Regions from separate parts of the Mus musculus genome. Here regions 1, 2, 3, 4, 6 and 7 are each linked to region 5. Evidence: chromatin contacts called from public HiChIP or PLAC-seq and promoter capture Hi-C data. All regions are on one chromosome and are shown on one strand. Each heading gives the region's core, a stretch centred on a gene start, on an enhancer-like site or on the middle of the called end of the contact. The rest is flanking DNA. Distances are from core to core; before and after follow the strand shown. Region 1 holds the start of Lzts2 (leucine zipper, putative tumor suppressor 2). Region 2 holds the start of Crtac1 (cartilage acidic protein 1). Region 3 has its middle 19 kb from the start of Loxl4. Region 4 holds the start of R3hcc1l (R3H domain and coiled-coil containing 1 like). Region 5 holds the start of Slc25a28 (solute carrier family 25, member 28). Region 6 overlaps Crtac1 (cartilage acidic protein 1). Region 7 has its middle 39 kb from the start of Gm25216.

Region 1 (3,578 bases), core at 418-2,917, 1.3 Mb after region 5:
CCCCAGGAGGCAGGGATCAGGGCAAGGCCAGAGGAGGGGGTTTCTGTTAGGGAGAGGGGTTCGGTATGTTCTTGTGAAGCTGAGGGGCTGGAGTGAGCCTGAGGGTGGCTAGGCTGTGTTTTCCTTTCCAGGGAAAAAGAAAGAAAAACAACCCTTTCCATGGAGCTAAAAATAGAGCTGAGAGCCGGCCAGGCTGTGGCCTGGAAGGGGGGGGGGTGCTTCTTCCTGGGGCTGAGCCCAGCTCTGGCAGACCTTGGGGGGGGGGGCGGGGGGGATCGGGGAAGGGAGGATGGCCTTGCCAGAACATGTGAGGTCGGCTGACCTGAGCAGGTCACAGAGACCCCTCAGGGAAAGTGGGTAGTTTGTGAATATGATGTAAGAAGTTTCCAGAGTGGCTGAATCCGGCTGTCATTGCGTGGAAGAGGGTTGGGAGGCTGAGTGTATTTAAAGAATGTGACTGGATGCAAAGGACTGTTGTGCACTCTCCCGTGCACGAAACACCAAGCCTTCTGTGAGTTGGCCTGAAGGATTATGGAATGAAGATCTATGGAGCCACGTGATGGATGAGACTGACTGTGGCTGCCCGAGACTGAATGTGGGAAAGGTCGTGTGGGTGTTAAGACTGTTGTTTTCGAGAGGGTAAAAATATTTGTGACCCCAAGAGAGACTTTGGGATGTCTGCTGCGGAGCCAGTGTAGGTTTGAGCTGTTCGTTCTTGAGATTATTGGGGGTCAGGTATCCCTCCCACCCCCTTTGAGCAGCGACCCTTCTCATAGCAAATGACCCCCGAGGTTCGGCTAGGGAGGCTGGAGCCATGCCAGGGACAAGCCTGGGCTCGCGGCCCGAGGGTGCTGTGCTGGAAAGGGAGTGGGATTGGTGGGGGTCTTGGGGGGGGGGGGCTGGTAAGTTGCTGGAAAGGGCCACCAGGTGGCGCCGATTTGGAAAATCCAAGCGTGTGACCTCCAGCCTGCTGGGGGTGGGACAGACAGCGACCGAGCCAGTCCCTCAACTTGTGCCCAGGAGCCGGCAACTGGAGAGGGATGGCTGACCCCCTCGGCCTCCCCATGGACCGGGAAGCTGGAGACTGAGGAGGGAAGCTTCTCCTAGAGGAGCGGAGGGGGAGGGGCGGGGCTGGCGCCGCGCCTTGGCTCTTTGTGCTGGAACAATGACCAGCTGCCGCTGGCCCTTGGGCTCCGGCAGGGATAGGCGATGGTGACCCGGCTCGATGAGTCTCGAGCCGGCCGAGCCTCCTAACACACACACACACACACACACACACACACACACACACACACACACACAGAGTCGCTAGGCCACTCTGGGAGGAATCCCGAGCGCTACCGAGCACACACACACACCACACTTAACACACACACACACACACACACACACACACACACACACACACACACACACACACACACACACACAACACACACACACACACACAGTTGCTAGGCCACTCTGGGAGGAATCCCGAGCGCCGCCGAGCAGCCCCCGCGTGCGCCCTGGCTGGCACGCGTGACGTGGGTTACTTGCGCGTGTCCGCTCCCCGGGGCGGGAACGCCCCTCGGACCCCTCCCCCCATCAGTGCGCACCGCCCACTCGGGCCGGGCGGGGGCCGGTCAGGGCCGGGGGCGCCGGCTGGGCGGAGGCGGGGCCGAGCCGGGCAGCTCCGAGTGGCCGCGCGCGGGCTGGAGCGGGCGGCGCGCCTGTGGAGTGCTGGGGCGGCCCGGGGCTGAGCATGGAGCAGCGCGGCGGAGGTGAGGGGTCCAGGGCTGAGGGTGCCCCAACTTCTAAGCGATGCGGTCCGGTGGGGAGGTGGCATTCCATAGACGCCCCCAGTTTATGGAAGGAGCGGACTATTGTGGGTGGCGGGGGGGGGGGTGGGGGGACACGACGACTCTGGGCTTTCAGTCTCGGAATGGCAACTCGTGATCCCAGACTGGATCCTGCTTGACTGGTCTCTGGAGTTTGAGTGTGTGTGTTTGGGGGGACTTTCCCCAACTCTCCAACCCCAGCCCTGAGGTCAGAGAGTTGGGACGTGGGCCAGACTCATCTCAGGCCCTGGCGCGGCCCCAGACTCTAGAACCCCCAGCTTACTTGCTGGGGTGGGGGCGCAGGGGTCTGTGTACCATAGTGATAGGTCAGGGAGTGCTGGGGAGAACCAGGGCTTTCTTTTTCCCACAGCTACAAACGCATTTCTCAAAATGGAGCCGCTTGCCCCTCCTTCTCTCTTGGGCCTCAAAAGCGGGAGCCAGGCTGGCTAGGCCTGGCTTTCCTGACGCCTGGCCCTCAGAGCTCAGCTCTGTGGCTCCTCTGGCTTTAGGGGTCCTTGCCTGTGTAGCTTCAGCGACCCTAACTCATGGGTCTGCCTCTGGCTCCTCGTGTCTGAGCCTCTTGGCCTTTGTCTCTTCTGTCTTCTGGCTCCTGTCTCTCTGAGTGTCTACCCCGGCCCTTGCCCTTCCTTCTGGGTCTCACTTTCTGTGTCCTCTGGAGTAGGGACAGGAGTGCCAGCCCCTTCTCACTCCTCACTATACTGTGGAGCAGTCTCCATCCCTAGGCTGGACCTTTTGGGGGCGATCTCAGTACCTACCCTACAGAGAAGTTGCTACACTTCAGTTCCTACCCTAGCTCTTAGCAACTCCTTCCTCACGCTGGACTCCTGTGAGTCTCTGGTCTTAACACTTAGAGGCACTTAGTGGAGAACAATATACAAAGATAAGATGGGGCAAGGGCGTCAGGCACTGTGATCTCACCTTTCCTCAAACTCTTAAGTTAAAAAAAAGTTTTAGGGAGGAGGAGTCCCCATTCACATTGGTGGCTTTGAATGTCACCCAGGTCCTCATGCACTCCCAGAACGCTCACTTATACAGATTGGTCCTGGGGAGCTTTCACACACTTTTCTTGTGTACAGTAGGAATCCATGTAACTGTCCCAGGAGAACTGCAGGCGTCCTGTAGAGATTTGTGTGTCTCAGTCTATGAGAGACTTGACTCAATGGACCCAAAGAAAGGAGGATTTTCCCTAGAATTTCATGCTAGGAGAAGAAGCAGAATGGCTTACTGAGGATAGGTGACTGGAAGATTTAGTGGTATTTACACAAACCTCACATATGTGTGCACAAACTGGTATATCTATCCAAACATTTCTCTTTTTGCCATATAGTGACATCCAGAGCCCACAGATTCATTTGTTTTATACACATTAATAACTGTGTGGTGTGCTTTCTAAGTTACGAAACTCATAACTTTGTAAAACATAAGAATTCACACATACAGCCTGGTGGTGGTAACACACACGCCTTTAATTCCAGCCCTCAGAAGGCAGTAAGAGGTGGATCTCTGAATTCAAGGCCAGCCTGCTCTACAGAGCAAGTTCCAGGGCAGCCAGGGCTACACAGAGAAACCCTGTCTTGGAAAAACAAACAAACAAAAAACAAACAAAACAGCAAAAAAGAATTCACAGTGGGCAGTGGTGGCGCACACCTTTAATCCCAGCACTTTAGAAGCAGAGGCAGAAGCAGGCCGATTTCTGATTTCAGGGCCAGCCTGGTCTACAGAGTGAGTTCCAGGATA
Region 2 (3,624 bases), core at 538-3,037, 1.2 Mb before region 5:
GGGTGGGCATGGATTGGTAAACCCACACACACACACATAAAATCATTAGCCTAACGCAGGTATCCAAGGAGTTTGAACACATGCCCATTGGTAGGGTTGTACTACGGTGAATGGCTCAACCCCAACCCATCAGCTACAAGAGCAGAAGCCACCGGCAGCCTTCAACCTTCTCCAGAATCTATCAGCACCAACTGGAGACCAAAGTGTTCTAATCTAGTCCAGCACCAAGAACTAAACTCCCTTCCTTGCCTACCAAATTGACTTTAGAACCTGCCTCCAGAAGAGGCTTTTTAACCAAGACAGGAAAGAGAGAGGGGGAAAAAACGCCTCCTTGAAGACCATATTGGGCCAACTGTTCATATTCCCATTTTTCCACCCTCCACGTCTCTGTCTCAATACCCAAGTGTGAGGAACTGTTCAAGTCTCTGGATCTGCTTTAATTCAACGTGGGTACTTCCTGTCCCAAGTTATCATGGTTTCAAATCTCCCCTGATAGCTTTTCCCCAGGAGTTCTTCCCAGGTTCAACACAGCATCAAACCGCTGTCCTCTACTCTGGGAACCTTCTTGCTTTCTTTTCCAACTGGCTTCATTTTTCGAAGTCTTGCACCCATCCCAGAAGGTACCTCAAGTGCAACTCATGAACGCTTCCAGGAGGACGGATGAGATGTACAGATGTCACGGTAGGTGAACCCACCCAATAGCAATAGTAATCATTAGTCATTCAAGAAGGAACCCCCCACCCCCACCCCTAGGGAGGCTCCCATCCCAGCTGGGATGACTTTGGATTCTTTAGTTGGTTTCTGCAGAAGCGGGACTAACCAGGGCTCCCAACTACTGTACTGCAAAAGAATCACGCTGCATTGCTGGGCATGCCCCCAAGCCTGCCTGCTGCCCCACCAAAACCTTTATCTGATTCCATAAGATCAAGGGGGGGGGGGACCCCATGGTTCCCCTAGAATGCCAGAAAAGAGCTTGCCTGAAACATCCTTAGCTAGAAAGCCAGACCACACCTCGGTCCAGCAAAAGGCGGCTGGCAGCTACGCTGTGTACCGGGCTGGCTCCGGGAGCACTCTGCCACTCAGCGCTGTGCAAGGGGAGACAGCTCGGCTTCCCGGGAGAAGAGCTATGCCCCGGGGGATCTTCCCCAACCTGGAAGCGTTGGCAGTCGGCCGAGGATGGTAGCTTAGTCGTCCCCAAACTGAGCCCGCCAGCTGGGTGACTCCCCGGGTACCCTCAGCACAGCCTTCACCTGCTCCGCCCCCTACTAGCCCCATTGCCCCCTTCTCAAACCGCTGACCTCCATCCTCTGTGCCACTAACACGTTCTCTGCCAACTGTGGGCTGTCACCCCCACACCTCGGCTCCCATCTCTTCCACCACCTCCAGCCTGGCGCCCGCCTTGCCCCCAGCCCGCGGGGAGGATCTGCGCGCCAATAGAGTCCAGCGCCTCTTGGCAAGTTGGGAGCAGCGTCGCCGCCTTCGCAGTCCCGATCTTCCCAGGTCCCCAGCTGCATCCCCGCCACCCCTGGGGGCGTGCGGGGAGGGGTGCGCTAGGCTGGCGAAACTTTCTCCGCCGGAAGGGGTGGGGGCTCCAGGAGCGGATACTCACGCCCGGGTCAGCGCTCGGAGCCATCCTCTGGCTCTCTCAGCCCCACCGCTTGGGGGCGTCGGAGCGCGGGCGCTCGATGCTGCCTCTGCCGCTGGCGCCGCCGCCTTGCAGCGCCCAGCCCTGGTCCCGGGCTGGCCTCGAGCCTCCCGCCCCGACGCCGCGCGCTCGCTTTATACAACTCCACTCGAGCGCGCCCGGGCTTATGTAAAGGCTGGCGGAGGCCCGCAGCCAATGGCGCGGCAGCTGGAGCCGGGGCCCAAGCTTGGGGGGCGCACGCGCGGCCAATCGCGGCCCGGGGAGCCCGAGGAGCCGGGTGGGGGAAGGGGCGCCTCCCCGCGCTGATTTAGGAGCCGGGATTGCGGTGGCAGCAGCCGGCAGCCAGGCTGGCCCGGCGCGGCGGGCATTGGGGTGGGCGGCGGCGCGGGCGGCGGCGAGGGCGGGTGCCCCCCGTGCTCTGCCGCGCCCCGCCGCCGCGCCGCGTAACCTTCAGGAGGCAGCGGGGCCTGGCGAGTGGGGAGAGGGCGCCTTGAGGGACGCTGGGGACCGGGCGGGCGGGAAGCGGATGTCCCCGGGGGGGGGGGGAGCGCGGGGAAGGCAGTGCAAGGGGGGGAAGGGAGGCCGGCGAGCCCCAGGACCCCGCAGCCACGCGGAGCGCAGGGCGGGGGGTAGCGGCCGCGCTGCTGTCTTTCTGCCTCCCAGATAGCGATCTGGCGGCTCCCAGGCCCGGCCAGAGCGGCCGCGCGAGCCACGCCGATGGCGAGATTTCTCGCTGGGGAGCGAGCTCCGAGTCGATCTTTATCCAGCCTAGGGACGTGTCCGAGCGCCTCCGGGGGACTGCTCAGTATGGGGAACAGAGCTTCACCACGGTCCCAGAGGGCGGGGAGCAGGCGAGCGCAGCTCGGCGGTCAGGCGCGGCGGCCCAGGCAACTGCGGGCAGAGTCTGCTTTCCCACATCCGCGCCCTCCGCCCCCGCAGGCAGAGTCCTCACCGTACCTAGCCCCCTCTCCAGCAACACCCACCAGGGCTGAGCCTGGCCCACCTGCTCAGGGCGTCTGCATCTTTTGCCCACACGGAGTACTACCGCTTGCTCTTTCTCCGTTGTCACCAGCTGGCACAGCTGGGTGCAATGGCTTTGGTCTCTCTGGCCCAAGGGTAGTGGTGGGAGAGCAACTAACATGGAGATGACTTCGTTAGTAGCTCCCCATATACCTGTGTTTGGGGCAGGTAACTTGCTAAGGTCCACATCAATGGACCTTTTGCATCTACAATAGAACCAGGCTTATAATAGGTGCTCAGCAAGTAGTGAATTTTGACCTTTCATGAATAAGACCGGTGGATTTCTGAAAGCCAGACCCGAGGCCTCGGAGAAGGATATGGGACTCTTTGCTCAGCTCCAAAGGCTTTGCGATCACTACTCACTAACTAGCTTGGCGTCTGTATGTTTGACGCTTAAAAAGACTTGGATGAAGGTTCTGCTATAGAGTTCCCTGTCAACCAGTTCCTAGCTGGACCTGGTTATCTCCCAGTACTGATTAGAACTGTCAGCCCCGTTTGTGCTCTTCTCTTAAAAGCAGAAGCTAAGCGTAGGCAGAGTCCATCTCTTGGGCCGCCAAGGAGCTCCTCAGCGGTGAGGAACCATTGAGAATCTGGCGAAAGTCACTGGCGTCTCTTTCTGGAAAAACTGGCCAACGTTTACCCATAAGTGACTTTCGAGTATAATTTCAGGATCATTAGGAATCCCGAGACTCTGGGTGCTCGACCCAATATCAACCTGTTTCTTCAGGGTTCCAGGCCAGTGGTTTGTAATCAACCTCTCTCTAGGGGTCGGAGACTGTTCTGTACCCTGTGAGAATCTGAATGGATGTGTGGATGTGCTTCTGGGAAAGATGCTCTCTCTCTCTCTCTCTCTCTCTCTCTCTCTCTCTCTCTCTCTCTCTCTCTCTCGTGTGTGTGTGTGTCGGGGGCAGGGGGTGTTGCTAGAACATAATCCAAGGTTCTGCATCAATACACTTCAT
Region 3 (3,508 bases), core at 341-2,840, 1.0 Mb before region 5:
GACCACACCTGAATCCTAAGCCTTTATTTAGAGCTTAATTCTGATGCTCAGAGGCTCGCTATGCAACAATTGAAGTACCGCAAATTGTGGCCTCGCTGAACCTGCAGGGCTCATTCTGAGCAGAAGCTTGAGGGCCAGAGAAGCAGAGAAACCTGCCCACAGGCACACTGCAGTCCTGACTGGGACAACGGCTGTGAACCAGTTGAAATTCCTCCCACCATGAGCAGGGGTTCACCAGACTCACAATCACTTCAAATACCCCTCCTGCCCCCACCACAAGGTCTCTGTGTAGCCTTGGTTGTCCTGGAACTCACTCTGTAGTGAGTTCCATGCTGGCCTCAAATTCACAGAGATCCACCTGCCTCTGCCTCCCAAGCACTAGGATTAAAGCCACCTAGCTTCTTCAACTCATCTTTAGTCCTGGGTTTTATCTCAGTTCATTAAGTTCTGGCCCCTGCCTTGGCAGGGGAGATGACCTGACTTTCAGGTGAAGGTCAAAAAGAAAAGATGCCCATTCTTAGTGTGCAAACTGGCAAAAACTAGTTTGGGAAGACAATTTAATTATATTTTTTTACAAAGTTAAATATACATATTGCATATAGTCCAACTCACTCCTGGGTGTTTCCCTAAGGGAATAAAAATAGATTTACATAAAAATGTATACCTGAATGCTTTTTTAGCAGCTGGATTCAAAAATCAACAAACAAAAATCCTCAAAACATCCCAAATGTTTTTCAGTAGATAAGTAAAACTGTGGGACATGGTGGCCCCTGCTCAGCCACACAAGGATCAAACGCGATGGCCGGTGACCCTCAGAGGCACCTTGTGGCCACAGGAACTAGCCTCAGCACTAAAGACCTCTTGGCTGCATTTCTAGAACATTTTAGAAGAGGCAAAGCCACAGTGGAGAGAACACGTTAGCAGTGGTCAGGGGTTCTGGATGTGACTGCTAAGGTAGCAGGAGGTTTGGCTAGTAACCTGACTGAAATGGACTGTGTGTGAATCTGCCTAACATAGCAGGCCTTCAAGCTGCTACAAATGAACCATCAGTAAGCCACTCCCCACCCCAGTCAGCCCCCCAGCCCCCTGCACACACACACCCAAAGATACAGTTATCCCAAGGCAACCAACATAACAGCAGGGCTTGACATGTCGCTCAGTAATAGAGCACTTTCCTGACATGCTTCAGACCCTGGGTTTGATAGCCAGCACTCCCAGGTCAGCAATAGCAACACCCTCAGCCAGCTGTATGCTCCAAATAAGATAAAAAGCATGAAGGAAAAGACACGTGGTTGCTAGCATGTACCAGACCTAACAGCGCCAGGAAGGGAAGCATCCCAGGGAGGGGGCTGGTGCTGCAGACCCCACTTTCTGCCGTGCCTTGGCCTCAGAACGGACTTCCCTCTTGACCACCCCCTTCTCCCACCCAGTCTGAAGGAGCACCAGTTCCTAGGCTTTCCCTGGAGTGCCCAGAAGCTGGTCAGGAGGCATCAAGACCCTCTGCGGTCTGGATTCTGGGGAGCAGCTGGCTGGCTCTAGGGACAGAGGTGTGAATCACACTTGAGTGTTACTTGGAGCTCCGCCCACTCCCTGGGATTCCAGAGAAAGGAAAACCACCCTCTGCTTCCACCCCAGTCATCTATCAAAGAGCAGTCTCGCTCCACCCTTTTTACTAGGAAAGACTCCGGAAGCGGAATTAGCTGGAGTCAGCTAAACTAGCCAGGAATTTAGGAAAGCATGCATGAATGACGCAAGGATGCCGGGAAGAGGGACCCCAGGGTAGCAAGCTCCCAGCTGAAGCTGATGCTGGCAGAGTCTCTGCGCCTGTCTGAGGCTATGTAATGACTCCGGGGACACAAGGTTGCATCAGGAAGGAAGAGGGGGAAGAACTCGGTGGTGGCTCTAGCCATTTGTAGCTGGGGGCTGGGGGGGCGGGGTGTACATTCTTGGAATACATTCTTATGGCTTGAAGTGATGGGCTAGGTGTTGGGCAGAGCTGGGCCATCCCAGGTGGCTCTGGGGCCACCAGTGTCAGCAACCAGTACTTTTCCCCGGATTACTCACCCGGCTTCAAAACAACCGCACCCACTTGCTTCGGAGGCTGTCCTGCATTTTTCACCTTTGGGCTATCATGCCAAGAAGAAATATCAGCCCAGGAGGAAGCTTTTGGCCAAGTTCAAAGGGAAGGGCTTTGGGGAATGGAAAGTCCTTTGAAACCTGCCTCAGAGGGTGATGGCCTGACCCAGATTTTCCCTTTTCAAAAATATGCTCAGAGCTCAAAGGCCCGAGTGTCATGTAGACATGGGTGTGACAGAGTTCAAGGAAAACAGAAAACAGGAACACAGCTGCAATTTCACTCAGAGAAACCTCAAACCTGTGTGCAGCCAGCCTCCAGAGCTTTTAGCCTGTTCGGGCACGGTTCTGTGGGGACTCCGGGGACACTAGTAGGGGTTGAGCCTGGAGCACATCCTGTGTCCCTGGCTGCATATTTGGGGCCAATTCCTGTCCCAATAGGAGGACCCTCTACTTCATCCCTCCTGCCTGGCTATCTTAGTTTCCTGAAACCCAGTAGGTGACCCAGCCATCACCCAGTAGGGATCCCCCCACCTGGTGGTGTTTCTGAAGCCTGGCACTTCAAAGACTCCACCCTCCGCAGAGAAGGTGGGCCAGGGTTACATTTCGTGCAAGCATGTCTCCTGTTCTACAGTTTCCAGTCATCTCCATGACAGACAAAAAACTTGTCTATCCTCCTTCCAGCAGGGCAAGAGGGTTTGACCCAGAAAGGATAATCTTGGGTCTCGTCCAAGTTTGATGCCTACCTTTCCCCTGGAGAAAGACTTGGAGGCAGTCTTTTTGGAGATTCCAGTCTAGCTGGGACTGTTCAACCCAGAATTATTCGGTTATCCATTGAGTGATCAGTACCACAACACATATGAGTCTCACCTGAACCCAGCTGCCAGGGGCCCTTGCCGTTCTATGACCTCAAAGCACCTCATCAAAGCAAGTCTCTGCTCTCACATCGCAGGCTCCTGTCTCCTTCATTCTCTCCTATCTGCCACAGACCCTGTGATTGAGTTATGCTTGGCAGCATCTCCCAGCCCAAGCCCAGAGGTGTGTTCTCCACGCTGTGGTGTGGCCCAGACTCTGAGGCATGTCCCTTAGCCAGCTGCTTTTCGGTAGGTTCTGCCCGTGGGAGGCAAGAAGGAGACAAGAAGATAGAAGAGGGAGCTGGACCTTGCTCTTTACTAGATCTCTCACCCAAGGATGGTTGTTTATCTCGGTAGTTAAAGCCAGTTCCTGTGTCTGGGTTTGACACATGGTTCTAGACTCAGCTTCCTTGCGTCCTTCAGATGTACGAAGCAAAGTCACACCTCCCCTAGAAGCCTCATCTTTTCCCCAGCCCTAGCTCCTAGCTTCTAAGAACACCTTTCTGTGTGCTTTTGCCTGGGGCTGGCAGCTGCTGTTTTCAGCCAATCTCAGTACTCTCTATGTATCCATCTAAGTAGCT
Region 4 (3,402 bases), core at 147-2,646, 1.2 Mb before region 5:
TGCTTTTGTTTTTTGCTATGGAACCATTTGACTAGTATCTGTCTCTTCTTAAGGGACCATAAATCCACAGGGGTAGGCACTGGTCTGCTCATTATTTTCGGCCCCAGCACTGGCCCATTGTAAGCAATAATATACAACCATTTTGCTGAGTGGTCAGCTCACCCGAGGGGGAAACTTTTTAGGAAGGCTCACATCTAACCTATCCCATAATCAGATCTGGTAAGGGATGGGAAGGAGAGTAGTGGATTGGGAACTACTATTTTGTAAAAGCTCCAAGGTGTTCACCTTCATTCCTTCTCTCAAACTCAATCGAATGGTGTCTTTACAGGGTTTTAACACAAACACGACTTGATTAAATTTGTTATTTACACAACTCGGCCTTTGGCAGTAAGGACCCCACAGCCGTACTGAGATCAGTAAGGAGAACAGTAATCAGCTAAGAAACTAAGCAAGTGGGAATTAAGTATCTGGCAGTGGAAATAAAGAACAGACTCAAATGCTAGAGAGAGAGCCTCTACAGGGTTTGGTTAGCATTCAAATGTAGATGAAGAGGCATTGGAGATAGATGGGAAGGCAGTGAACAGAGAGGAGAGACACAGTATGAACTTTTCAAATATTTCTTTTTTTCTTGTATAGTTCCGAGATCGAATCCTGGGCACTTCACCTGTTTGCCAATCACAGGGCTATACCATTCGCGCCACCAAAGCGTTCAAGCCATTTTTTGACAAGTCTGCAAGATAGGAATGAGATAGGGTCGTCTAGAAGTTGGGAGTACGATAAGCTAAAGCAAAAAAAGGGGCCGGGCTGGACGCTCCCCTTCCTTATTCTAAGAATTGCAGAGAACAATATTCAAGAGGTGAGTTCGGGGGGGGGGGGGAGAATTACAGGAAGAGACCGAGTCGAACGGCATGGAATGAGGAAGGCAAAGCTGGATAGTGTCATAGAAAATAAATGATAATGTCCAAGAGCTTCAATGACTAATGCTTAAGTTAGACAGCCTGAAAATACTTGCAGTGGGTTTGGCGACAAGGACACTGGCTGCAACAAGGACATTTTCTGCGGGGGGCAGAAGCTGCAGTGTAGAACTCAGCACACACAAGGAAGGAAGTAGAGACGCTAAGTGCAGATTACGCTCGAAGAAACTCGCCCGTGGACGAGGAAAGAGACACGGTTATGATTGAGCAGGACGTGAGAAGATTTGAGCGCTTTCACAGCTGAGGGTTGAGATGGAGGATGGACGATACAGGAGATAGAGGAGCGTCAACGCCCTCCCGCCCTCTCCATTTGCCGGCCCCGCCCCCCACGCGACGCGACAGGGGCTCGCGAAGACTACAACTCCCAGGAGGTCCCGCGGCGTGGGCGGAGCCAAGGCCTGGCGCGCACCCCAGCGGCGAGCGGAAGAGCAGGCGCTTCATGGTGGCAGCGGAAGCGGAGAGCGACAGCGTCCCGGTAACCACGAACCCTTGAACCCGATTCTTTCTCTCCCTGAGCTGGTGCTGGTTGCCCTCGCGTCTTTCCTCCGGCTCGGGAGAGGACCCTCTTTCCTCCTGTGTGTTAACGCTGGTTTTCTTTTCCTCCGGTGACGCGCGGGGCAGGCCCCCGCCTGGGGCGGAGGTTATTGGGAAGCTTCCGCCCTTCGACCTGTTGGAGCCCCGGGGCGGGAGGGCCACCCTCCGGTCTCTTCTGTTTTCTAAGGGGCCGGAGGCCTGCCTTGGGCCTCTGCCCTAATGCTTCTTTCTGGTAGAAATCGTCTCCAGTCACCAGGTAGCGAGCGGGGTCTTAGGACCCCTCTGGGCTGCGGAGCTGTGGACCACCGAGGTGGCTTCGGGACAGCCCGGGGCCGCGGGCGATTCCCGGGCAGTGGCACTTCTGCTCCGCTGCTAGGACCCCCGGGCTATGGGCTGGCCGGGAACAGTTTGTAAAGTAGGATGTTCTTCCTGCTCTTCTCGGGCGGTCCTCAGAAAACTTCCAACCCACTTTATCGAAAGTTGTCTTACAAACTTTTTTTTCGTCGCATCTGAGTTGTGAGGGAAAGAGTACGGGGTTTATAGAGTCTGAATCCTGAGAGGATGATGGGTTGGCCACTTGATGGACCTGTGGTCTTTTGTAGTCCTATTACCACCACCTTGGTTTCTCTGTCTGGAAAAAAAAAGAGGGGGTGCAGGGTCTTTTGTACTATGCTTTTCAGTGTTATGATCTATGTGTGAGACGTTTGTGCTAGAAAACATTTAAAATAAAGTTCCTGTACCCTCTCTTGTGTGGTCCAGGTCAGTTGGATTTTAAAATCAACGGTCATGTCTTTATGAAGACCGGAGTTAATGGTGTCTTTAGAAACTGCGATGAAACCTACAAGTGTTAAAGCAAGGTTTCAAGCGGAGAGGTGACATTAGGGCTTGACCACCTGTGGAATCGGTGTCAAACTTCGAGGCCCATCAGCATGCGACACACAGCCAGCTGCCCCTGTTGCTCGGTTTCCGCTCTTGGAAGCACTACACATGACAAGCATCCCCTAAGACTTAGAGCTCCCGAAGCTTGGTGCTGAACCACCAGTGTCTAGGGTTTGTGGGTTGCAGGCACTACTTACTCATGTAATAATAGCTGCCTGAGCTATTTAGCGCAGGGTTGAGGTGTCTGTAGTTCATTGGTAAGATTGCATAAGGCTCTGAATTCTCTCCCTAGTAGTAACCACAACAACAATAACAAGCAACAGCAGCCTTTAATCCCAGTACCAGAGTCGGAGGCTGGCTGGTCTCGGAGATTTTGGTAGCCTAGTCTGGGTAGTGAATTCCAGGCCAGGAAGAGCTCCTCTTTAAAAAAAAAAAAATTACTCTTTTTCACTCTTAGGGTTGCCTAGGTTTCCCATAGTGCTGCTCTGACGTGGTTATTGGGTATGCTCTTAAGTAAATACTTTTCTAGAGATTGCTTTTCTTTTTCTTTCTTTCTTTTTTTTTTTATTTTTTTATCTTGTCAGTTTAAATTGGACTGGTCTTTTGTTTGTAACCTGTACTTGAGTGTATTTCACTATGTAGTGTAGCTCCTAGCAGGACAATTAACTATGACTCAGATATTGACAAGAATAGAATTCTATAGGACAATTTTTGTGTCTCTATTCCCCCCCCCCATATATGCATACATGTATAGGGTTTTTTTTTTTTTGTTGTTGTTGTTGTTTTTCATTTTTGAGACATGGTTTCTCTGTATAGTCCTGGCTGTCCTGGAAACCACTCTGTAGATCATGCCAGCTTTACACTCACAAGAGATTTGCCTCCTGGGTGCTAGGATTAAAAGCATGGGCCACCACCCAGCACACATACAGTTTTTAAGTTAGGCTGTTTGTAAAGTTTTAGCTTGAGTTGGGCATGGCAGTTCATGCCTTGAATCCTATTAAGTCAGAGGCAAATG
Region 5 (3,721 bases), core at 970-3,469:
AGGACTACCATGCCTGGATTTTCACATGACCGGTAACAGACGATTACCGGAGCCGCCTTTCCAATCGCAATAGTAACATTTTTAAATTGGAGATTATCACACTGCATTCCACTAAATAATTCTATTGCTTCCTCTGATCTGTCTTCCACATGATACTTATCCTGAACACAGCACTCCAGACCCCTCTGCTGTAGTCGGAGATGAGGGAGGTAACTCTGAAGCTTAACTTTTGGATATATAGCTTTCATTAACTCAAGACATCCAACCTACAGTCTCTCTGATAAATGTTTGACTCACTGTTATTTCTATATGTTCGTTTTTACAGCTCATTAGTGATTTCTCTCATACAGGCTTTATTCTTTCTTTTAAGGTAAGTCACAGCACGTTATCTGGGAAACGCTGCTACCCAAGGAACACCTCCAGCCTTAACTCCAGGTCACGGTCTAGTTCTCTCCAGTGGCAAGGACATTTAAAATGCTCATGTTTACCTCAGTCAGGTGCACTTAGCCTGCTAGGAGCTAACCTGGAGTGTACTGAAAACCCTGGCCAACTCAATGCCATTCACAAAAGTTCAGGAACTCTCTCTCCATCACCCAAACTCATTCACAAAACCTCGGGAGCACTTTCCCTAGTTCCTTATCCACTTTACAAATGAAAATGCAAAACAGTACTGAATCCAGGGGCAAGCAGAAGAAAGTGATTTTTGCATGGCTGACGTGGATGCTATCCTAAACGGGAAAGCATCCATCAAAGAGCTGACAGGCCAGTGCCTACACAAGTGGTGTAAAGAAAGCATCGACGATTTCAAGAACCCCCTTGAAGTTACTGCCCTTTCAGTAGCTGGCATCTCGACTCAAGCACAAGTCTAAGAACAGCAAGGAAAAACAATGTTTCCATTTTCCCCCAGGCTTCTTCCCAGAGACCTGACCTGTATGTGTATTAACCGTCCTGCTTGGTTGTGGATGCAGTTGGCTTTACGTCCAGCCCTGAGCGTACCCTGATAATCTCATTCTGTTTCTCCACATCTGCTTTCTAATATCATCACACTTCCCTCCAGCTGTTTTCCTTTTTGTCAAATTCAGGGGCCCAACGAAAGAGACTATCAGTTTCACCTCTGTTGTGTAAGGGGCTGATGCACTTGCTCCCTCAACATAGAATCTTAGTCCCAGCTCAATTTTTACGTTCAGGAAATAGATGGGCTACCAATCTTGCCTCGCAGAGAAACCGAAACCGTTTTTCTTAACATGCCTTATTCCCACATCCATTCCAGTCTGGAACTCTCACTTTTGACTGCACAATGATTTTTTTTTCAACCACTCCCAGGTTAAGATTTAATACGTACTTTTATCTAGCTGAGAGATCCCAGATTCCGGTTCCTGCCCCGTCACTTTAAAGGAAAGACGCAGCAAGGAGCTTGTGAAAGCGCCGACCCGAAGCACATCTCAACCCAAGCTATCGGATAGAGTTCACCGTCTGATTTCATGCCAGCTGGTTTGTTATAGACTTACCTGTGCTTCGGGATCCCCCCCCCCCAATCCCATCCCATCCCTGCTTAGTCCCAATCGGGATCAAGTCTTTGGCTGACAAGATTTTTGCTTCGCCTCACTGACCGTTAGAAGTAAGTCCTGGTTCCTGACTGAGCTCATCTACCAGCCAGGACTTTGCTTGCACGGAGTATTGGCTCAAACCGTGTGTAGAGGTAGGAGCCAGGAAGAAACCTATCAGCTCTGGGTCTCAGTTGGGATTCTGGCTCTAAACAAGGTTCAGGGTCGGGTCAGCCCCAGGTCCGGTTCGCAGCCTGGTCCAGGTCTCACCTTGACGCAGTCGATCGGGTACATCACGCAATGCTCCAGGATCCCTGCCACGGCGCCCGCCACCATGTGCGTGGTGACAGTGGCTCCAGCCGGCAGCGCTTCGTATTCCGGGCCGGACTCCGGATCCAGCCGTACAGGGGGCTGATAGGCCCCCGCCTCCCCGCCGCCGGCCCCCCGGCCCACGCCCCGCTGCAGCCACCCGTCCAGCAGCGCCGACTCCCCGGGGCTCCGCCCGGGCCCAGCAGCTGGTCCTCCCGCCACGCCGCCTGCACTCCGCCCCTCCAACTCCATCCACTTCGGCCAGCCGCGGCGCCCACACGCGCCGCCGCTGCCGCCACCACTGCCGCCGCCCCCCGGCCCCGTTGCGTCCGCCTCAGGCGCGGCCCAGAGAGCCCGGGGCCTCCGGCTCCCGCTTGGCCCCGAGGACACGCCCCCCAGACAGCCATTGGTGTAGGCCCTAACGTGTCTCCGCCCCCTTTTTACGGAGCCAAAATGTATCTGTGTTATTCGTCAGATAGCTTGTCATTAGTCCCGTAGGTCCCACCCCTTCCCCTTTGATCTTGGAAGCGTCTTGTTTATTGGCTCTTGATTGGCGGACTTGCCCGATCGACCCGCCCCTAGCGTTTCGGAGGCGGGAGAAACGTAAAGCTGAACTTTGATAGGCTCAACCGCTCTAGCTACTTTGGCGGTGGCCATTGGCCCGAACCACTTCGTTCTTCCATTGGATGTGGAGAGAAGCGCCTGGAGGACAGGGACCGGCTCCCGGCTGTACCCCGGCGCGGCGTGCGTGGCGGTCGGGACTGCCGGGGAGAGGGGGCGGTGCCAGCCAGACCTTCAAGGTCAAACCGCTGTCGGTTGCCGTTAGGACGCGTGCTCTGGCGTGCACCGGGTGTCGAGTAGCACGGTGCGACTGTTCCCGCGGGATCTCAGGCGGGGGCGGAGTCAGCCCGGACCCTGCGTCCCCTGGCACGGCCCAACCCGCCGCTAGGGGAGATCGGCTGTGAGCCTCGGGTGGCTCTGGAGTGGTGTGCCATCAGCGCAGATCCGCTCGCCTTGGGCCTCCCACCCAAAGCCGCCTAGTGAACCCTCCAGTGGGTGGACCGATGAGCTCTCATTGGGTGGACTCTGCGTTGGGAAAGGAGAAGGCGAAATGGGATGGTTCGGAGGCGACGACAGGTGTCAGGGTCTTGGAGCACCATCCCAATCGCGGCAGAGCAACTGCTGATGCCTGGGAGTGGAGCTTGTTCCGAGACATACACTTGAACTTCGTATCCCGAGCTCGCTTGCTGATAAACTCCACCGGGTCTGATGGCTGTCCGCTCTCTCTCTCCGGGACCGCTGAGCTGCTGCTTCTTGAGAACCGCTCCCCGGTTGTAAAACGATGCTAGGGACGTCTGGTCCTCAGGGCCACTACCTTGAGCAGAAGCGGGCACTGAAGCGACTCTCGAGCCTCAGCCTCTACTGAGGAGCGAGGGCCCCTTTCCGCTCGCTGGTTCTGCAGGCTACCTCAGGCTCCCTTCTCAGCAGCGTGTTTGCACACGCTTCCCCAGTTTCTAGCTCTGCCTTTACAACCTATTTTAATGAGATGATGACGCAATTGCAAACTTTTCCATCTTTTCGTAGCGCTTCCTTAGAACGGTTGGAGGCTTTTCCATTTCCTCTCTAAAGCTTAGCCCTTCGGCGGACGGGTCTTTCAACTAATCTTTGGCAGTAGTTACTAACGTTTGTGTCGTGATCTCTTGGAAAATAAAGCTCTTAAGTTCCCAACCCCATCCCCAGTCACACACAAAACTGCTTTTTATTTCGGGTTTCAGCGTGAAGGAGATTCCGTTAACCTCGGGTTAAGAATTCTTCCCCACATCATATACAGACTTCTTGCTACCCTGCACTTTTCTCTGAGAGATGAA
Region 6 (3,598 bases), core at 191-2,690, 1.4 Mb before region 5:
GAGCAGCCTCCGGGAGTCTGACCCGCCCTCGTCCTCCTGTGGGGACCGGAAGTCCGTGTGGACCGGAAGGGCTGAGGTTATATACTTTCTGGGTACTCACCTCTGTGCTCACCCCCTTTCCCGTCCCCCAGCACCAGCTCACCACATCAGAAAGGAACAGCGGGGAGGGAATTCAGGAGTGAGGACCATCAGGGAACGGGGTTGCTTAGGTTGGGCCAGAACTGTGTGCCCACTGTCTGGAGGGCCTCTTGCAGCGCTCCCCTTCCAGATCCGGGCCCCTGGACACAGCCTCACCCTCTACTCAAGTTCTCAGGCATCCGAAAACCCCAGGGCAGGCATTTCTCACCCCCAACTGCTCAGAACTGGAAACAATCTAGCTGTCCATCAACAGGGGACTTGGTAATAAGTTATGAATGCTGCCACACAGTGCGATACTCTGTGGAGCTGGAGGAAAATAAAAGACGTGCACAGTGGTGGAGGGACAGCCAGGCTTTCACTGTTCAGGGCAGTAAAAAAAGCAAGCTTGCCATTTTTCATTCTTTAAAAAAACCAAAACAAAACAACAAACCAACCCCAAACCTAAGTAGTATGTATATTTATATACGTGCCCCTGTGTGCATTGCATGGGAGAATGGCTTATTTGAAGCGTGGCCTCATATTTGAAAATTGCTGTTGTCCCTTCTCCCGCCTGCTCCTAACTTCCTTTTCTGCTTGGCATTTTCTTTCTTTGTAGCACTTAATGCAATCTTAACATGGTCTATTTCACCTACTTATTCTGTTCACCATGTATTCCGTGCTTTTCATCTCTCACTAGCATACAGGGATTTTCAAGGCAAGGGTCTCGATGTAGTTCCTGCTGGGCACCTAGTAGGTGTTCAGTGCACACGAACGGAATGAACGGATCAAATGGGGCTGGGGTGAAGGAGATGTTTGTGTTTTTTACTTAATATTCTAAGCACTGTGATGAGGTTGTGGGTGATTTTTACTTCTTTTTATGATTTGTTGTATTGTCTCATTTCCCTATAATCAATACACATTGTTCTCACAATCAAGAGAAAAATTTTAAGAGGCCTCTGAGAACGAGTGTTGTGGGGGATGCTGCCCCTGCACAGTGACTCTCACCACAGTGCTGCCTTGGCGTTCCTGGATATGACAGGACACCCACTGTCTACCACAGCCTTTCCAAGCCTCCCCTGGAGACCCCAGGGAGGGAGCTTGGCCCAGCTCCCACTTTCCAGACTCTGCTCCTATCGCCCCAACTGAATATTCCCACCACTGGGCCTGGGCTCAAGCTAGCCTGGCCTCTGGGACGCTCTCAGCCCTGCCCCTGCCTTCTTAGTTCCTACCATCTTGCTAGCCACCCCCTCCCCCATCCAGTCTTCTCCTTGGCAAAGCTGTCCAGAGCAGGGCTGATTTGACTCACAAAACTCCCACACTCTCAAACTCCAAGTCAGCACCGGGTGCATCGGAGTTAGCTTTGCATGACAGCCTTACATGAGATTTCCAGGGTTTACCCAGCAGACTGGAGCGTTTCTTCCGGCCTCTCTTCCCCATGTCTCTGCCTCTCTTTCTTTCTGCTTCTGCCCTATTCTCTTCTCTTGTTCCTTTTCCTCTACCACTACCACTACCTGGTTCCCCCACCGTCTCTCTCCCTGCCTGCTCTGCCCTACTGCTGCCTTTCCCATCATTCAGCAAGGACAACTCTATGCTTGGCCCATAAAGAACCTGTTGGAATCCTAAGGGGCCCTGAAAGGCAGGGATGGAGCTGGCCTGTCTCACTCACTGTTCAGGCTTCTGTAATGATCCCGGAGGCTGCTCTAATGCCTGAGACCCATCTTAGGCAACTAACAAGGGTCTGTTCCAAAGAGTAGGCCTCCTTTTAGGGTCCTGCTGGGAATGGAGCCCTACAAAGGAGGAGCCTGGTAGGGGTAGGGTGTGGGACCCTTGCGGCAGTTTGGTTTAAACCAACAGCAAATCCCTTCTTTGCACAGTCATGAGGGCTGGCATCAGGAGGGGCCCCTAGTCAGATGTAGTTTATGTAGCCTGGGTGGTAGATGACTCCTGAGCACCCTGGATCTCACCAAATGATCCTGTGAGCTGTCCAGTCAAGGAAGCAGGCTCCAATGGTGATGACAGATTCTAGACAGAGAAAGGACCCAGGGAGGTCTCTAATACACATCTCAAAATACCAAAGACTGTCTATAGGATGTGAGGTCAGACAGTCTCAGCTCAGGCCCTGTCTCTCTGCTGGTTTACTCTGGGAGCCTCGATTTCTTTTTCTGTCCAGTGGAGCAGGGCTGACATCTAGCTTGATAAACATCCCACCTTGAGACAACAGCCACCTTGATGCTTGAATGGCCTTCTGGGATACCCAAAGGCTGAGGAGATATACATGTCGGGAAGAAAGGGGCGGAGAAGACACAGGAGGCGGAGCCACAGAGCTCACAACTCAGTGTCTAAGGAGGAGTCCAAAGCCAGCCTTTTCCTATCCTCAGCAGCTGTGAACTGGGTCAGTGCATTTAGCATTAACCTCAGATTTCTGCTCTGTAAAGTAACGGACTATGGCTCATAATTCGTCAAATTCCCAAGAGAGTTGATGAAAAATTTAGGCAAAGCCCTGCACATGCGAAACACTCCGTAGGTGTCAGCTACTGCTAGTTTGCAAGAGGGAGGACTCCATGTCTAAAAATCAGCTTGTACCTTTAGGGCCAGCACAGCAAATGGCTGCCTTAGGAGTGACAGATGCCCCAGGCTCAGGCTAACCCATCCAAGCGCGATAGCCCAGGGACATGCTCATATAACCAGGCCCTGGGTCCCCTAAATATTTATTGCTTCTTTCCCAGACTACATAAATATTATGTGTTCTCAATAAAAACCAGAATGCACACACATATACTAGAACATATGGTAGAAAATACAAATTCAGGCAGGCTAGGGTTTGAATCCCAGCTCTGTCATTTGAGAATCACCAGCTCCTGGTCAGTCTTCCTCTAACATTAGGATCCATGTTTTCCTCATTTGCAAGATGGAGATAATGACCAACAGGGGTACTCAGGAGAACTGAGTGCCCTCCACTGTGCCCAGAACAGGTGCCAGTCCCTGTAGTGATCTAGCCACACAGACCGAAGCAATTGCTTATGCTCTCTGCATTTCCTTTCTGTGCACATACGATGCGTGCCTAACGTTAATGCTGGTATATACGTATCGATTAGAGAACATGTTGTCTAATCTTTTTATATTAAGATCATATCACTTCACAAGGTGCTAACACATGGGAAAGCATCTGGTTAGCACCTGGGAATCTTTGACTCAAATGCTTTAACTCTTGGCTCACCCCTTCCCCAGTACCCCTCCGTCTTTGGCCCATTAATTGTAATCCCTGTAGCTTCCCTGTGGAATTTTCACATCTTCCTCTAACCTCCAGGCTTTTAAAAAAATGGTTTATTTTGAAATAGCTGGAGACACAGCAGGTAGTTAAGATTGGCCAGAGGGGGTTTGTATAGAGTTGCCCCCGTGGCTATGGCTTGCTTTATGATTGTATCACATGGAAATCAGGGCTTTGCCACGGGAACAGGTGTGTGGACAGTTCTGGCATGAT
Region 7 (3,314 bases), core at 297-2,796, 1.0 Mb before region 5:
AGTATGAAGATCACAGGGAACATTTCTCAGGAGCCAGCAACACGGCTCAGCATGGGTGCTTTCTGTGCAAGGCTGGCTGGCTACCTTGGATCCCTGCAACCCAGATAAAGGTAATAGGAGAAAAGGCAGACTCTCCCAGCTGCCCCGAGGCCTCCACATGTGTGCTATGGGAGTGCATCCCTGTGCCCACGTCAATAATAAATGAAACAAAGCAAAACAAAAATGAAGCCAGTGACAGCTTGGGCTGGAATTTAAGCCACAATTAATTGAGCCAAAGGTAGAAACTGTCCCTAGACATGAGGGACCCTTGGGGACATTAAAATGTGCTTCTTGAATGTCAAGGATAAAGTTCTTCTAAGCTGCCGACAAATATCCATGAAAGGAATTTTAGCATTAAATAAAGTTCGACGAGTTTTTATCGATACCTTCTTAGAGCCATGTATGTGTGGGGTGGGGAAGGCCAGTAGGTAGTCCTGGCAACCTCACACTACTGAGGTAGAAGTTGTCAAGCATAACTGAGAGGCAGGGCTTCCAGAAACTTCTCTTAGAGCTCACTGACATTATTTTTAAAGGTTCTAAGAAGAATACTGGCTCAACTTTTTTCAGTCCAGACTTTTCTGAATTTTGCAATGGTCCCTCCTCTACTGCCCTCTTGCCCCTGGGGAATGTTTGCAAACATCTTTGGAATAGTCTAGGGGAGCCCCATCGGCCTGCAGGCAGCTCCACGGTGGGGGCCTGGGCTGTCAAAGCCGAAGGACACGCCCCTTTCTTTGTTCAACAGACCATGGGGCTCTGCTGCGAGGACTACAGAAGCTTCTCTTTGCTCTCTTGGTCAGAAAAGATGTTAGCTCCAGCTAGGATCTAGCTTAAAACGGGTGTCCTTCCAAATTGGGGGATTACTCAAACCTCTCAGCCTTTGAGCTAGAGGGATCCCTCGGGTCAGCAAACAAGTGTTCAGGCACGTGAGTGCCGCGTGGCTTTCGGAACACATGCAGGAGCGGGTTCCAGCAGGAGACTGATGCAGCCTGAATTGTAATCAGAGGAACACACTGGAAAACAACAGATTCGGGCCCTTTGCCTCTGGGCCGGCTTGGCAGCGTGGTGCACAGGACTCTGCTTGCCTCTGTGCTGAGCTCACCCTGCCAAGAGCCAGACTTTGTCCGAACATCCATGTGCGGGCTGAAGAGGGGAATCTGTTGACAGGACCCAGCTTCCAAGCCTGGACCTCGTGGCCATAGCTCTTCTCCAAAGTGACACGTAGCCAGGGCTGTTTACCCAGCAGAGTCAGTGCTTGGAGGCCACTTAGCTTGCCAGTGCTGTGGTAAGACGGAAATGCCTACATGGGCGTGGTGACATTTGTTTCTAGGTTGGAAAATAGCCTGGCAGTGTTCTTTGATGTCCCATGGTCCTGGACTGGCTTCAGGCCTGTCACCAGGCTTTCTGAGCCACCAGCTCTTCTGTGAGACATGCCCCCCCCCCCCCTGAGCTTAGCCTTCAGATTGGGTCATCAAGAATCTGTGGGAATCTCTGCATACCTTACCAAGTAGTCACTGTTTCTAGTCTGTCCTGAGTCACATGCATTTAAATGTCCCAGTAACGCCATGAGGGGGGAGTCCAAGGGTGCTCCTCATGTTATGTTGGGAAACTGAGCCCCAGAGAGGTGGAACTGGCTTCCAGGATTTCTGGGGTGGAGCTGGCATCTCTGCTTAGGTCTGATCTACAGAGGCCCGGCCCCAGTCACTTCATCTCTGCTTCAGAAATGGCCTCCCTCCGAGGGCCTGTTGGCGCGCTAGGGTCTCCCAGTTTCTCCTTAGGATCTTTTCTGCCAGGTGCTCCAGAGAAAGATGTGGGGAGGAGAAGTGGCCTTCTCTCTCTGGCTTGGAGGCCGCTGTCCCCTCGCTTGGGGTATCATAGAGTAGGGGCACAGAGGCTTGGAAAGGACAATTATCGAACTCACTTTGTCCTCCCAGAAGCTATGAGGGGAACAACCAAATATCTCATTTCATAGTTAGGAAACTGAGGTACAGAGAAGAATGTATGACGTTATATACTGACAAGCATCAGAGGTGAGGCCTAAACTCACAGTGGCTGGCTCTGGACATACCTGATGTACATTATGCTGTATTTTAGGTCTCAGAGGGCTGAAGATGGAAGATGTGGCCCTTTAATATGGTTCCTCGTGTTGTGGTGACCCCCCCCAACCATAAAATTATTTCTGTTGCTACTTCATAACTGTAATTTTACTACCGTGACGAATTGCAACGTAAATATCTATGTTTTCTGGTGGTCTTAGGTGACCCCCGTGAAACAGTCCATTGATCCTGAGGGGACTGAGACCCACAGGTTGAGAACCACCGCTGTAGAAGAAGCAATAAGCCCTCCCTACTCATACTATGGGAAGCCGAGTTCTATATCTACCTTTTCCTCTGCATCCAGGCCCAAGGGCAAGGTGTAAGAAGAGGAAATATTTAACTTTTTGTGTTACTCTGACCAAAAACCTGTCAAGAGGCAACCTAAGGGAGAAAGAAATTACTTTGGCTCACAGTTGTAAGGATACAGACCCAGTGCGGTGGGGAAGGCAGCTGGTCCCATTACACCACCCGCCAGGAAGCAGCTGACAGGAAGTGAGGGCAAGGCTATCAAAAATGTAAGGCTCACGGCAGCCCCTAATACTTCCTCTATCAAGACTCCACCTGAAGTGTTTCCACCATCTTCCAAAACAGCAGAGCTTGCAGGAAACCAGGTGTTCAAACACATGAGACTGTGGGGGAGATTCCACATTCAAACCACAAGGGGGAGTGTGCTGATGGGTGGTAGGGAAAAGGCACCCATTTATCTACTGGTTCCTTGGGCGCATTGCACCTGCAGTGTGTCTCACACTGTGATTGGCACAGAGGAATTTGGCTTTCATTGGACTGAACTTGAGTTTTTATCTCCATCGGAAGCCAGTTACGAAACTTCCGGGCGTCAGTGTCCTTCCCTCCCCAGGGAAGCTGGTGGCAGCACAGTTTCTGAGCTATAAGGAGGCCTCCGTGAAGTTAAAGACACTGGGGACTTAGAATAGTGCACGCCTGTGTAAGAGCTGAACAAGTGGTGGCTGTCAGTGCTATTATTACCTCTGTCCTTGGGAGCTCACTGTCTGGTGGGGCCCAGACATTAAAAGGAAGTAGATAATTTCCTGATGACTTGGGCCAGGAAGTGAGGCGGCATTGCTCAGAGCAGTGAGGTTAGAATTCCTGCCTCCTTGCTCTCTCTGAAGTGTCTTGAGGTCAGTCCTGCACTTCATCCTGAGGCTGAGGCCAGCTTCAAGTGCT

The links. Promoter capture Hi-C pulls out the DNA fragments that hold promoters and counts their contacts. HiChIP or PLAC-seq counts read pairs in DNA pulled down with a chosen protein or histone mark.
Region 1: a contact with region 5 is called in a FOXA1 HiChIP or PLAC-seq map of pancreatic cancer cells. The contact joins the promoter of Lzts2 here to the promoter of Slc25a28 in region 5. A contact is called at or near these places in 3 of 39 promoter capture datasets (cranial neural crest, hippocampal neurons and pre-B cells), 1 of 484 Hi-C or Micro-C datasets (CD8 T cells) and 2 of 115 datasets of contacts at active chromatin or transcription factors (double positive thymocytes and pancreatic cancer cells).
Region 2: a promoter capture Hi-C map of hippocampal neurons shows a contact between it and region 5, with 4 times the contacts expected there. The contact joins the promoter of Crtac1 here to the promoter of Slc25a28 in region 5. A contact is called at or near these places in 5 of 39 promoter capture datasets (cranial neural crest, frontonasal cranial neural crest, hippocampal neurons and 2 more) and 2 of 115 datasets of contacts at active chromatin or transcription factors (astrocytes and embryonic forebrain).
Region 3: a promoter capture Hi-C map of the 3T3-L1 cell line shows a contact between it and region 5, with 2.5 times the contacts expected there. The contact joins the enhancer-like site here to the promoter of Slc25a28 in region 5. A contact is called at or near these places in 6 of 39 promoter capture datasets (the 3T3-L1 cell line, frontonasal cranial neural crest, hippocampal neurons and 1 more).
Region 4: a contact with region 5 is called in a promoter capture Hi-C map of liver, with 8 times the contacts expected there. The contact joins the promoter of R3hcc1l here to the promoter of Slc25a28 in region 5. A contact is called at or near these places in 13 of 39 promoter capture datasets (the 3T3-L1 cell line, the C10 cell line, the HPC-7 cell line and 8 more), 3 of 484 Hi-C or Micro-C datasets (CD4 T cells, CD8 T cells and embryonic stem cells), 7 of 115 datasets of contacts at active chromatin or transcription factors (the 230-238 cell line, astrocytes, bone marrow-derived macrophages and 3 more) and 2 of 9 other capture datasets (adipose tissue and liver).
Region 6: a contact with region 5 is called in a promoter capture Hi-C map of hippocampal neurons, with 3 times the contacts expected there. The contact joins the enhancer-like site here to the promoter of Slc25a28 in region 5. A contact is called at or near these places in 6 of 39 promoter capture datasets (the C10 cell line, frontonasal cranial neural crest, hippocampal neurons and 2 more) and 3 of 115 datasets of contacts at active chromatin or transcription factors (embryonic forebrain, embryonic stem cells and pro-B cells).
Region 7: a contact with region 5 is called in a promoter capture Hi-C map of liver, with 2.4 times the contacts expected there. The contact joins the enhancer-like site here to the promoter of Slc25a28 in region 5. A contact is called at or near these places in 6 of 39 promoter capture datasets (the 3T3-L1 cell line, cranial neural crest, hippocampal neurons and 1 more) and 2 of 115 datasets of contacts at active chromatin or transcription factors (astrocytes and pancreatic cancer cells).

What each region holds. Positions count from the first base shown.
Region 1 is chr19:45,016,468-45,020,045 of GRCm38.p6, forward strand. Lzts2 (leucine zipper, putative tumor suppressor 2) reads left to right here and starts at 1,668. Exons shown (of 5, transcript NM_001130526.1): 1 at 1,668-1,763.
Region 2 is chr19:42,430,001-42,433,624 of GRCm38.p6, forward strand. It overlaps Crtac1 (cartilage acidic protein 1), which reads right to left and starts at 1,788. Exons shown (of 15, transcript NM_145123.5): 1 at 1,610-1,788. The coding sequence starts at 1,633.
Region 3 is chr19:42,630,126-42,633,633 of GRCm38.p6, forward strand. No RefSeq gene overlaps it. Among named protein-coding and RNA genes, the nearest start is that of Loxl4, 19 kb to the left of the region's middle. Within about 2 kb of position 1,591, at least 90 of the 459 cell types and tissues checked have an H3K27ac peak or open chromatin away from gene starts, as enhancers often do.
Region 4 is chr19:42,517,409-42,520,810 of GRCm38.p6, forward strand. R3hcc1l (R3H domain and coiled-coil containing 1 like) reads left to right here and starts at 1,397. Exons shown (of 7, transcript NM_177464.4): 1 at 1,397-1,449.
Region 5 is chr19:43,672,662-43,676,382 of GRCm38.p6, forward strand. Slc25a28 (solute carrier family 25, member 28) reads right to left here and starts at 2,220. Exons shown (of 4, transcript NM_145156.1): 1 at 1,815-2,220. The coding sequence starts at 2,105. BC037704 (cDNA sequence BC037704) reads left to right here and starts at 2,517. Exons shown (of 1, transcript NR_045645.1): 1 at 2,517-3,721.
Region 6 is chr19:42,292,016-42,295,613 of GRCm38.p6, forward strand. All of the region lies in intron 11 of Crtac1 (cartilage acidic protein 1), which reads right to left. The region is part of intron 1 of Gm34347 (a long non-coding RNA gene); the gene reads left to right. Among named protein-coding and RNA genes, the nearest start is that of Mir3085, 14 kb to the left of the region's middle. Within about 2 kb of position 1,441, at least 26 of the 459 cell types and tissues checked have an H3K27ac peak or open chromatin away from gene starts, as enhancers often do. A contact at or near this core is called in hippocampal neurons and second pharyngeal arch cranial neural crest, where this site is marked.
Region 7 is chr19:42,658,810-42,662,123 of GRCm38.p6, forward strand. No RefSeq gene overlaps it. Among named protein-coding and RNA genes, the nearest start is that of Gm25216, 39 kb to the right of the region's middle. Within about 2 kb of position 1,547, at least 109 of the 459 cell types and tissues checked have an H3K27ac peak or open chromatin away from gene starts, as enhancers often do. A contact at or near this core is called in astrocytes, liver and pancreatic cancer cells, where this site is marked.